Regions from separate parts of the Mus musculus genome. Here region 2 is linked to region 1. The links are chromatin contacts, called in public promoter capture Hi-C maps. All regions are on one chromosome and are shown on one strand. The core of a region is the stretch at or near the end of the contact, and the rest is flanking DNA. Distances in the headings are between cores, read along the strand shown. Region 1 overlaps Rfx8 (regulatory factor X 8). Region 2 holds the start of Il18rap (interleukin 18 receptor accessory protein).

What was found. Promoter capture Hi-C pulls out the DNA fragments that hold promoters and counts their contacts.
Region 2: a promoter capture Hi-C map of trophoblast stem cells shows a contact between it and region 1, with 2.6 times the contacts expected there. The contact joins the promoter of Il18rap here to the enhancer-like site in region 1. A contact is called at or near these places in 13 of 39 promoter capture datasets (the 3T3-L1 cell line, 3T3-L1-derived adipocytes, the HPC-7 cell line and 9 more).

What each region holds. Positions count from the first base shown.
Region 1 is chr1:39,707,638-39,713,714 of GRCm38.p6, reverse strand. Rfx8 (regulatory factor X 8) reads left to right here. Exons shown (of 15, transcript NM_001145660.1): 3 at 2,276-2,337; 4 at 3,471-3,557. Among named protein-coding and RNA genes, the nearest start is that of Rfx8, 10 kb to the left of the region's middle. Within about 2 kb of position 3,199, at least 17 of the 459 cell types and tissues checked have an H3K27ac peak or open chromatin away from gene starts, as enhancers often do. A contact at or near this core is called in the HPC-7 cell line and trophoblast stem cells, where this site is marked.
Region 2 is chr1:40,512,773-40,518,849 of GRCm38.p6, reverse strand. Il18rap (interleukin 18 receptor accessory protein) reads right to left here and starts at 3,488. Exons shown (of 13, transcript NM_010553.4): 1 at 3,374-3,488; 2 at 3,075-3,150; 3 at 2,315-2,453.

The DNA of each region.
Region 1 (6,077 bases), core at 1,950-4,449:
AGGGCTGTGCAAGACACCTGTCTATCCTGGAACTTGCCTTGTAGACCAGGCTAGCCCTGAACTCACAGAGATCTGCCTGCCTCTGCCTCTCAAGTTCTGGGATTAACCACACTCGACGAGTGGCCAGACTCAACACAGCTTTCAAGTGGTGTGGTCTCCCCTTCTCCTCCAGCACTGTGGCATGCCACAAAGCAGGTGTAGAGGCTCGTTTCCTGCCTCTCCTTCCGACTGTGCTGCCAGCTGTTGATTGAACCTTCCTGGGAGGAAGGAAGAAGAAAGGAAAATGAGAGAGGCTTTACTCTATACGAGCCAGTTGGACCCTTTGGTGTGGTGGGCTCTTTGGTACCCGCCTTGGGCACTTTCCAGTACGTGTTCCTTGGCTTGGTAGTCGGTGTTCTGGAGGAGCCTGCTGGCATCTGCCTGCTTTCTGCATGTTCAAGAACAACACAGGGCAAGCCCATCTTTCTCCTGCCCTGCTGACTGCAGAAAGTGCGTGATGATTCTTGGCCTGAACAGACTGTGGATGGTGCTCACAGTGGCCTTTCTGTTCAGCTACTGAGGCCCTCCTCGTCCTACCCACATGAATTCTGGGTTGTCAGAAGATGGCAACTGCAGTAGCCTCCCAGAAAACACTTTGAGTGACTGGACTAACCTTCCCACACTCCCTCACAGCCAGGAAGGGGGCCTCTGTGCAAGAAGCCATTCACACGTCCTCATCTTTGCTTCACTGCAGATGCCCACAGATGCAAGCCCCTTGAATGTGTTGTCAGGCAGTTTGTTCTTCCATCCATCCATCCATCCATCCATCCATCCATCCATCCATCCGTTCGTCCATCCATCTGCCACCTATCCATCTGCCCATCTATCTGTCTATTGTCCATCCATCCATCCATCCTTCTGTCCTATCCCTCCATTTGATCATCCATCCATCCATCTATCCATCTGTCTGTCTGTCCATCCATTCTTTCATCCATCTGTCATCTCTTTGCTCCATCCTGTTGTGTAGATACTGCAAGGGTAAGTAGATTAAAGATGGACTCATGGATGGATGGAGGCCTGATGGGTAGGCAGACAGGTAGCTGGATAGATGGATAGATGATAGGTGCATAGGTAGACAGACAGACAGACAGATATGGACAAGAGAAAGATGAGAAGTCAGATAAGGGGAAGCCCGTCTCACTTCTCTCAAATGCTGCTCCTGGGAGCTCATACAAAGGGAGGCTGCGGCACACAGCCAAGCAGGAGCTGGGCGGAACAGCTCTGCAGAGGAACAACAGAAGTCATTGGCAGGCCTGTGGCTTTCCCTGCCCCGGCTTCTAAACTGTCCCTACATGCAGGGTTTCCCCTTCCAGCAGGTGTGAGCCTAGATACCCTACCTGTAGTTAATCCCTGGATATGGCCACCGGGATAGAGTCCGGTTGAAAACTGGAACACGAGTAGTGTCCCTGAATATAAAACACATCAAGGTAACTCAGCCGGGCGGGAGATGAGAATCGGAATCCAAGTGACTGTTATTCTACAGTTGAGTACCATCCACTCACTAAACCCTCTGAAATGAGAAGACCCATGGTCAACTCTGAAAGTAGCTATGATACCAGAGAAAGAGGAAAACAGCAGAAGAGCAACAGCAGCCATAGGCTAGACCCGGCAACCACAAGCTAGACCCAGCAGCCACAGGCTAGACCCAACAGCTGTCAATAATCCAATTTCCAGAGAGTCTTCGTGATGCCAGTCAGCAATGTAGCATTGAAGAGAGCAGAAAGCAAGACCAAACGGAGTTCGTTGCCAGCAATTCAGTCTGGAGAGCCTGACTGTTGGGACAGTACGCAGAGGCTCTCAACCTCCCGACACTGCGACCCTTTAATACAGTTCCTCGTGCTGTGGTGACCCCAACCATAACATTATTTTCAATGATACTTCACAACTGTAATTTTGCTACTGTTATGAATCGTAATACAAATATCTGTGTTTCCTCATAGTCTTAGGCGACCCTGTGAAAGGTTTGACCTCCCCCACAGAGGTTGAGACCCCCAGGCTGAGAACTGCTGCCTTAGAGTTTTGGTACTGGGAACCTAAGCCAGGACATTACCTGCCCCAGATGGGACACCAGGATTTCATTCTGTGACTTTGCCCATCTGGTGTGTTCTAATTTCCTTTGTATGTATCCCTTTTGGAACCAGCTTGGATCATTTGTATGGCTCCTCAGTAAGTGTAGATGAAGTGAGTTTGTTTTCAGTTTTCAAACTGCATCTTTAAATCTGTCTCATTCCCACAGCTTGTGCGCTTGGTTTTCCCTGACCTGGGCACCCGGAGGCTGGGCACACGAGGAAGTGCCAGGTAGGGTTTTAATGTTTGTTTTGTGTTAAATGAAGAAAATGACAATGCAGGGAAATCACAATAATCAATAAAATGTGTGACACAGAGTAAGCTGTACTCGGCAGCTCTCACCAAAGGGTGCTGTGGCTGAGACTACCCCCCCCCGACCCCCAATCATCTGGAGACTCCAGGCAGCACCGCGCTCATGTGATTCAAAATCTTGTTAAAATATAGAGATTACCACATATACTTTAGATTTAAGAAATGTGCCCAATTATTAAAATGTTCAAATGATTGCACACATAGAATAATGCCAATTGCTTTTAATTACTCTTTGGACTGAAATAACTTAAGCATTTGGCCAATTAGCCTATCAGTTGTATTCAGGAGGCTGGGGCCTGTGGTGATAGTTTTAACAGGGATGGAAGCTCCAGTGTCATCAAGCATGTCCTTATAATAATTGCCACACAGTTGTCATTGTCCTTTGCCATTTGTTTAAAATCAAGACAGGAAATCAGTGAGCAGGGACAGAAGCCAATTAGAGGAAAGGCCAGCAGCCCATAAAGAAACTGAAGACAGTGGCAAGTTTGCCAAATCTAACCTTGGGCAGGAAGTAAGCTGAAGAAACCTGGTTCTTAGCCCGGGCACACACTGTAGTTTCCTGGATGCCACAGAGGAGATGAGACTGTGTGGGGGGAGTCTGGCTTCCTGCAGGCTGAGTCCTCCGAAAGGTCAGGCGTCAGGACAGGAGGCCTGTCCCAGGACATCTCTCTGAGATGAGAAACCGAGAAAACAGAACCAAGCACCCAACAGTGCTTTTGTAGGCTGCCACAACGAAACGCGTGTAATGGGCTGTGTCTTATGATGGGTAGAGGATGTGGTGGGTTCACCTAACCTGCCTGCCATTTTCAGTGAGAGGTGCCGCACTGTGGGGTGTGGGGCTCCCTGCTGCTGTCCAGGGTTGTGACTATCATCCTACAGATACTAGCCAGTGAAAAGATGCACATTCAAAATTCTCCATACAATATGCACATATGGGTGTATATGTGTACAGTACATTCATATGGCACCAAGCCACTGCAGAGGCAGGCAAGAAGTTGGACTATCTGCAATGGCGTATGCGGAGGTAAGTTACAGGCCGCCTCTGTTTTCAGGTATCATTATGATGGGATCTACATCAAGAAGAGCTCCTTCTTCTACGCTCATTACTGCTACCTGCTGGGTAAAAAGAGCTGTCACAGGTTAGTCTGTCCTTGGGTTCCTTGGTCATGGGACATGGCCTGGTTTCTTTGAAAACCACTCGGATCTTAGTTGTAGCTAACTGATTTGTAGGATGGTCTACCACAGGTCCTTATGAAGAGCAGAAAAGCACAGGCCAGCATGTGGCTAATGCCCCGGGGAAACCTCTGGCAATGTTACTGGCCAGAGAAACCCATTTCTACCTGACTTCCTCAGATAACTGATTCTAACCATCTTCTCAGTCACCTAAGCCGTTGCTGATCCGGTCTTCCCAGACACGTCATTGACCTCATGACCCCACTGTTCCGTCGCAGGGCTAACCTCACTTTAAGCTCTCCCCTTCTCAGTGAAAGTCAGTGCAGACTTTCACTCCGGGAGGCCCAGGAGACTCTTGTGCTCTGCCTGTTACCGTCCCTTCCCTCCCTCCAGAAGGGTGCTTTCTATCATCACCTCGGGTCCGTCCTTGCCCCACTCACTCCCTAGGAATTCCCTTCTGGCTGTTTCTGGACAGTACCACTGAGATGACCCATGGGAGCCTCACCCTCAGGACATGGAAGCTTTGACTCAGAACCTCCCTAGAAATCGTCTTCACCTCGATTTTCCTTGATGCTCACCCCGAGCCACCCCTGACTTCACTGGGCTGCAAAACCCTCTCCACTCTTCCCTTTTGAGGTGGTAAGAGTTCACATATGCTCTTGTCACCCTACTCAGAGAACAGCTACGTTACGGCTTCATATCTGCAGATGGAGCCACACTGAAGGCCAGCATCTTCAGATGCAACCAAACCTAAACCTGGGTGCTTGGTAGTTAGGCCTAAGCATGCACATACATCATGACCACATCCTAAATAGGAGTTTTCAGTATTAAGTAATCTAGAGATGGCTTATAGCATAATCAGGGAGTCAGTTATGCTCTTTGCAGAAACTCCTTTTTATAGAAGGGACTTGAGCACTGGAGGAACTCCAGGGCCAGTCCCTATGGATGCTGAGGAACCCCAGTCCCCTATGGATGCTGAGGGACCTCAGTCCCCTATGGATGCTGAGGGACCCCGCCCCCCATGGATGTTGAGGGACAGCTGGACTCTATGAACCTCATACAGCTGCTCTCTTCTCAGCCTCATCCTATTCTAAACACAGCCACTCGACTAAGCTTCCTCAAATGCTAGTTTGCCTTCCTCTTTCTTTCCCAGAAGCACCTGGGGTGAAGGCCGCCCCCCACCCCCAGGCGCTGCTGGCAGGCTGTCTGTCTTGCTTGGTGTTTCTGCACGCCCCCAGCCATTCTCACCTTTCTGTGACTCAGGAGCACATGCCTCCATTTTGTGCCCTCCCCCAACCCTGCTCCAGCCTTCCACAATCCCTCCTTCTGGGGTCCTCTTGGATCTACCATTTGTGTTGACAGCCCTCCAGGGAGACCATCTTCAACAGTGCCAGCTCCAGGATAGCCCCCTTGCCTCACATTTCCACACTGCTCATGGACTCTACTCATCCAGCATTTCCGCCCTGTGTATTAGCTGTCCACTGGGCCTTCATTTGGCTTATAAATAGGTAAATAGGTGGTTGTGTGCCTGAGAAACCAAGGGTGATTTCACTTGTATCACAGCATCTCCATCATCACCATCACCATCACCATCACCACCACCACCCTGTCACTCTCTAAGCTTTCCAACTTTGACAATAGCAAGTTTGTATGAGGGGCCCTCCGTAGAGAGTGGCTGCTGAGGCCCAAAGTTAGGAAGGCTGCTGTGTGGATGAGACATGGCCCCTTCCTCTGCTTGCTTAGTAGTAGAGCTAAGATGTGCATTTAATGTGGTGCATGTGTGACAGAAGGTCGGAAATGCACAAGGCCTCTGCGCGGATAACAGGCCTCTTGACAGAGGTCAGAAGGAATGAGGAGTGAGTTGCGTTCCAGCCGAGCCATGAAGGGCAGACAGGATGGGATTCTGATGGGTGGGGTGGGAGAGAGCAGCAGGCATGGCTTGGGTGGAGAAGAGGAAGGGATGGGAAAGTGTGGGCTCCCAGCTGTCCATCTGTGCAGTGTGGCAGAAGACTATGTTGGAAGGCACTTGAGAGGCCATGGCCTTCGAGGCTGGGGCGGGGCAGTCCAGGAGCCCCTTGAGACACTGGGTGGGCTCCTGAATAGACTCTTCACAGCAGCAGAGCTACAGAACTTCATTTGTTTCTACCATGCTGTGGTTTAGATACATGTACGTCCCACCAAGATCCAAGATGAATTAAAACCCCAATGTATAGTGTTAGAAGCTGGAGCCTATGTGCATGCATGTGCACGCATGTGCACATACACACTGTGGGACACAGCCTTTTTGAGCAATAAAAACCATAAGAATGGTACCCGAATGAGTGACATTTTACCCTCATGAAACTGCTTGGCCCTTTTGTTTCTTCTGCTTCATGAGAATAGAGTGGAGAGAATAGAGAATAGGCCCTTTTCTCTGCCATCTTCTCTATCGAGATACAGGACACTGTGCCATCTTAGTGTGCCAGAGGGCAGGGCTGTCTTCCTCC
Region 2 (6,077 bases), core at 2,239-4,738, 800 kb before region 1:
AGAATGATTGCCTTGCTGCGCAAATAATTCAAAGTCAGCAAGTAAGAATAATTAATTACTTTAAAGAGGAGGCAAGCAAGCACCAAAAAGAAGTAAAGAAATAAATTCAGGCTATGGATAAGAAAGTGAACATTGCAAAAGAGAAAGTGGAGATTTAGTAAATCATCTGGGAAGAAAATAGAGATTTCAGGAAAATAACCAACAGAAATGAAAAACTCAATAAAAGTTTGACAATGGACATCATAGCTATGGACAGTGGAGCTATGATGAAGTGGAATATCAGAGACAGAGAACAAGGACACATAAACATGTCATGCATACATCAGTGGAGTAGAAATAAACAGAAATATGAAATACACAATATACAGAAAACTATTCGTTAACAGTTGCCAATTACTACACGGAAATGGGCATATAAGCCCAAGAAGTATTTAGAACCTAGACAGACTGAGGAATGATGTCTCCACAACACATGGGAGTCAAAATGCTGAAGTTCAAAATAATGAAACAATGTTAGAAGCTGCCAAAGAACAAATGCTAACTTATTACTAAGGCAAATCTATCACAAAACAAACAAACAAACAAACAAACAAATTATACCTCAATGTAATCCCTGAAGGAAAGTATCCAGTGATGTATCACAGCAGTGAGAACAGGGAAATGGCAACAGAAATAACTGTTTACAGTAAAGTTACCTTAAAATAGGTGAAGAGAAAGAAAGCTAAAGATGAGCACAGTCGGTATCGTGACATGACTTCTAAGCTGTCATTGTATTCAGAAGGAAAGCCAGGAAAGGGGATAACATTTGAAATGTAAATAAAGGAAATATCAAAAAAAAAAAAAAGAATAAGACCTACACTTACACAAGTGGGGGAACAAAGAGAGACTTGATAATGAAAGAATACATTTCATGAGAAGAACAAATAGACAAAAGAGAATTAGGAATAGCACAGTTATTTCTAAGTTAGAAAACCAACCAACCTTTAACATAAAACAGGGAGAAGACAATTAAATCAACAAAACCTTACATAGGAGGAAACAATCTCCTTTCAACAACAGCCATAGGCGCAAGTGGTTGTAATTTGCTGATTAAATCTCTCAAACTGGCTAAACAGAGTAAAGAGTAAGAGCCTATTATTTGTTGTCTACAAGAAACACTTGTCTTTTAGTTACTGGGTTTGTTGTTGTTGTTGTTGTTGTTTGTTGTTTGCTCGTTTTGTTGTGTTTTGTTTTATCACTGTGGTCAAGCACCATGACCCATGCAACATGTAGAAGAGTTTATTTGAGCTTATGGTCCCAGAGGGCTAGAGTCCATGGTGGCTAAGTGAAACAGCACAAAGCATGGAGTGTGAACTGGGAATTTCAGGAATCTTTATGTTCTTAATAACATTCTTCCTCCAACAAAGCCACATCTCCTAATCCACTCAAGCAGCACTGTCAACCGTGGACCAAGTATTCAAACATCCCAGTCCACAGGGACAATGGTCAAGCCACCTTTTTAGCAAAGGTACACACAGACTAAATCTGAAACAATAAAAGCCAACACACAAACAAATAAAAGCCAGGCAAATTGAAGCAAAAATATAAACATGAATAGTTATATTTATATCTAAGAAATTAGACCCCATGTCATACTAAAAGAAAGTTAATACACATTATTAAACAAAGTAATTCATCAAGAAAACAGAATCACTGTAAATGTGCTGAACACTGGGGTACCAGATTTCAGCTAAAAAACAGTACTGGACACAAACAGATTCACTCAGCTACAAAAAGAGAAAATGATTTGGATATCCCATTTTTTATCAATCCAGATAAAACATCAACAAACTTGGGCATTAACCAGTACCACAGCTCAAGTGGGCTTACTAGACATCTATAAAATATTCCAACTAAAATCTTCAGAATATACAGTATTCTCAGCAGTCATGGTAGCTACCATTATTGTTTTTGTCCACAGACCAGCCAAGAACAAAGCCATTCTGAAAAGTCCATACTTCAAGCCCTTGCCTCCCAATGTCTGTTTTTAAAAGACTACACAATCTCATTCTACCATTACCCAAATGCATCAGGAATTCCAAAGAGATCATCCAAGAGTAGAGCATCGTACTTGTTGAGCACTGGCCAACTTAAACCAACATGGCTGCCAATTCTGCATATGGGAGTAAAAATGACTGACAGATACCAGCAAATGTAAAACTCAAGTTTGTCATTCTGTAAAACATGTGTGCTGTCATTCTTATTGTCCCAGTAGAAAACCAAATGTTGCATCACTCATAGCAACGGTGCCCGTTATGAAACAATGACCACATACCTGTTCAGTAGTAGAAGGGAGAATCATATCTGGAGGAAGAGGGTTTCAAAGTTTCTCATCTTGCCACCACTATTCGCCTTCTCTACAGAAGGAGGTCGGAGGCCGGTGAGATGATCTGAAGATCTGCAAGGTCTCTTTCCTAAAATTTTCCAGAAGGCTTTTATTTAAAAATTCTCTCTTTTTCTCAGAAGCAGAAAAAGTTAGCCTGAAGTTATTCAAAAGATACCCAATTTGACCATATTTTAGAGTAATAATGAGCTAAGTTTTTCAAAGAACAAAGCTTTTGCTGGGAGGAGAAAAATGAAAGCTGTGAATGAATCACCAGGAAGCCTCTCAGTCCTGTGCACACCCTTAAAGTACAAATAAAAAAGAGATGCTATGGCCTAGTCTAATAATTGCAGTAGTCAAAGAATACTGATAATGCTCACATGGTCCATAGCAGCTTGTTCAGTGCTTGCCTCCAAAGATGGACAAGTAATGTGGCCATTCAGATTTGACCCGCATTTGATTGAATCCCTCTATAATCCTTTCAATAAAATGTAAGAATCACTGTTTAAAACAAAGGTTTACTTTGTAACTAGTCACTTATACAAGTTAAGGTTAAAACCGACACTGAGATACAAATGTTGCTGCCTAATAGCACACCTGTGATTAAAAATATTCCACAAAAAGCAACTCTTTAGCAATTCACTTTTTAAGTCCTTTAAAAATATATATTAGGGGTTAAGGAATCTAGGGAAAGAATATTCTGGTCTCTTACCTTTGTTTCCTGCTCTTACATACACAACAAATAAAGAAATTCAAGTCTTTATGTCAGTGAATGCCAGCTTGTGCATCTGAAAAAAAAAGTGTGAAAAACACCCATTTTCAAAGGGTTCTGCTACATTTTTTTTTCTTAGCAAGAGAGTTACTTGAAGAAGATTTAAGGACTATCCAACCCATACAGTTTTGAAATAATAAGTTATACCTGGACAGAAAAGGACAACCTTGGAATTTTGTAAAGGACCTCTGGTGTTGGAAAATGCCCAGTCATAACAAAGGAGAAATGAAGTAAACTACCTTTATCCACGGAAGAAAACTCCTGAAATAAAGCATTCAAAGCTGTCCTCTGGCCAGCCTCCTTGACAAGAAAGGGGTTGTGGTTAGGTTTAGTTGAAATGGTGAGTAAGCCTGCTTCCTTTACAGGAATTTCCTGTACCAAATGTTAACATTCGACACGGTTTCTCAACAGGGGAGTTCTTTTTTACTTCCTCCTCCTCCTCTTCCTCCTCCCCCTTCTTCTAAAACAAGCACTGCCAACCTTGCCTTTCATTTCAAACCTAAAGGCTTTCTTCTGATGAACTCTCTCTCTCCAGCATCACTTTTACAGAGCAATAATTTATCAATGAGGAGAGTGATATAACCGTAGCTTTGAAAGGCTCGGAGGCTATGCTTGTGCACCGTGGAATGCCTAATTAAGAACTGCACTGTAATTAAAACAATTTAGAGGACCGTGAGACCACACTAGTCCCAAAGCCTCTTAATTAAACGGAGCCTATTCTCCCCATAAAGACAAGCTGAAGCAGCGGGGCACAGCAAACCATGGGGATTGTTTCAGCACAAGGCTGGAGAAGAGCATAAAATAAAAGCAGAGCCCAAGTTCATGTCAGAGTGGGGGCAAGGTAAGTGTTGACCTGAGGTGAAGGTGAAAATCTAAGAGAAGAGTTAGCAACTGAGGGCAGGTCTAAGCCAATAAATAAATAGATAAATAAATAAATAAAATCATGTATTCATGCTAATTGTGGAACTAGCTCAAATCCCAAAAGGATTTGAGGTTTTCCTACCACCTATTGCAGGTTCAGAGGAAAGCACATGAGGGCACATGAGCTTAGACTCCCAGGGTGTGACAGGGACAGCCCAGTAATCCAAAATCTAAATGGGATTAAAGGAGGAATACTGAGGATGAAGGGGAAACGGATAGACCAGGCATTGTTCATGATAATGGTTTAATTCAGGCTGAGGTACATTCAGAGTGCCTGGGCGTTGGGAGTGTCCTTATCAAACCTCAGAGATCTGAATATAGACCTTAAAGTTAAGCCCAAAGTTACTGCCAGTGTGGTCTCCTGAAGTGAATTCATCAACAGCTTTTCCTTCGAAGCTTAATGTGTCCTTTATAAACTGTTTTTGGAAGAGAAAAGCAGGACATCATGAACCACAGGAGATTTGGGATCAGATGAAGGTCTTAGTCACCACAGGAAACTCAGGCTTTAACACTTGGTACAAGTAAAATCATTGCGGAGCACCCTCATGAATAGAGAGAGCTGACCTGTGGAACAGAAGAGGAGACAGTGTAGAAACAAGTCTAACTGTGTGTGGAAATTTTTAAAAATAGGAAAGAGCATCACAAACTAGACGTAGTGTGGTAACTTAGGTCGCCCTATGGAAAACTACGCAACAAATTCTCCACTCGCACCACACAACAGACTATGTTCCAAATGGACTCAGATCTTTTTACTTAAATTTATTTTTTTAAATTTTTTAATGTTTGCAAATAAATTAAAGTATAATTACAACACGTTTCCTCTTCCCTTGGCATTCCTCTTATCTGATTATTATGCCTGCTCATTATCCCCGTCACTGGTTGGCCTTTCCCTCAATCTCTACTCCATCTTTATCATGTAAGGCAAGAAAAATTTTGGGTCAAAGATTTTGTGGTGGGTTGATGTCCCCCTCACTCCACTGGAAGTCCCACCTGGCTACTGGAAGTGGCCACTTCAGTCTCCTTATCTCCAACTGTTAAGAGCCTCATCTAAGGTCACTCTCATAGCCTCTTCTATCTCAGATCTCCAGCTAATACCAGAGATGACCCACACTGATTTTTATCTCTTTTCCATTTCCCATACCTGATCTCCATCCCCGTTCCCCTTCTCACCCGGTCTCCCTCTCCCACTCAATTCCTTCCATCCATCCACCATGTTTATTTTATTTTCTCTTCTGAGTGAGATTCAAGCATTCTCTCTTCGGCCCTCCCTGTTACTTAGTTTCTTTGGGTCTCTAGATTGTAGAATGATTATCCTGCACTTCCTGGCTAATGTCCACTTATAAATAAGTACATGCCACGTATGTCCCTTTGGCTCTGAGTTACCTCACCCAAAATGATATTTTCTAGTTCCATCCATTTGCCTGCAACATTCATGATTTCCTTGTTTTTAATAGCTGAATAGTATGCCATTGTGTGGATGTACCACATTTCCTTTATCCATCCTTAAGTTGAGGGACATATGGGTTGTTTCAGTTTCTGGCTATTATGAATAAAGCTGCTATGAACATAGTTGAGCACATGTCCTTGTGGTATAGTAGGGCATCTTCTGGGTTTATGCCCAAGAGTGGTGTAGCTGGATCTTGGGGTAGAACTACTCCCAACTCTCTGAGAAATTGCCAGATTGATTTCCAAAGTGGTTGTACAAGTTTGCACTCCCACCAGTGATGGAGGAGTGTTCTCCTTCTTCTGCATCCTTACCAGCATGGGCTGTCACTTGAGTTTTTGATCTTAGTCATTCTGACAGGTGTAAGGTGGAATCTCAGAGTTTTGATTTGCATTTCCCTGATGACTAAGGATGTCGAACATTTGTTTAAGTGCTTCTTGGCCATCAGAGATTCTTCTGTTGAGAGTTCCCTGTTAGCTCTACACCTCATTTTTAAAATTAGGTTATTTGGTTTGCTGGTGTCTATTTTCTTGTGTTCTTTATATGTTAATCCTCTGTCAGACGGAGGGTTGATAAAG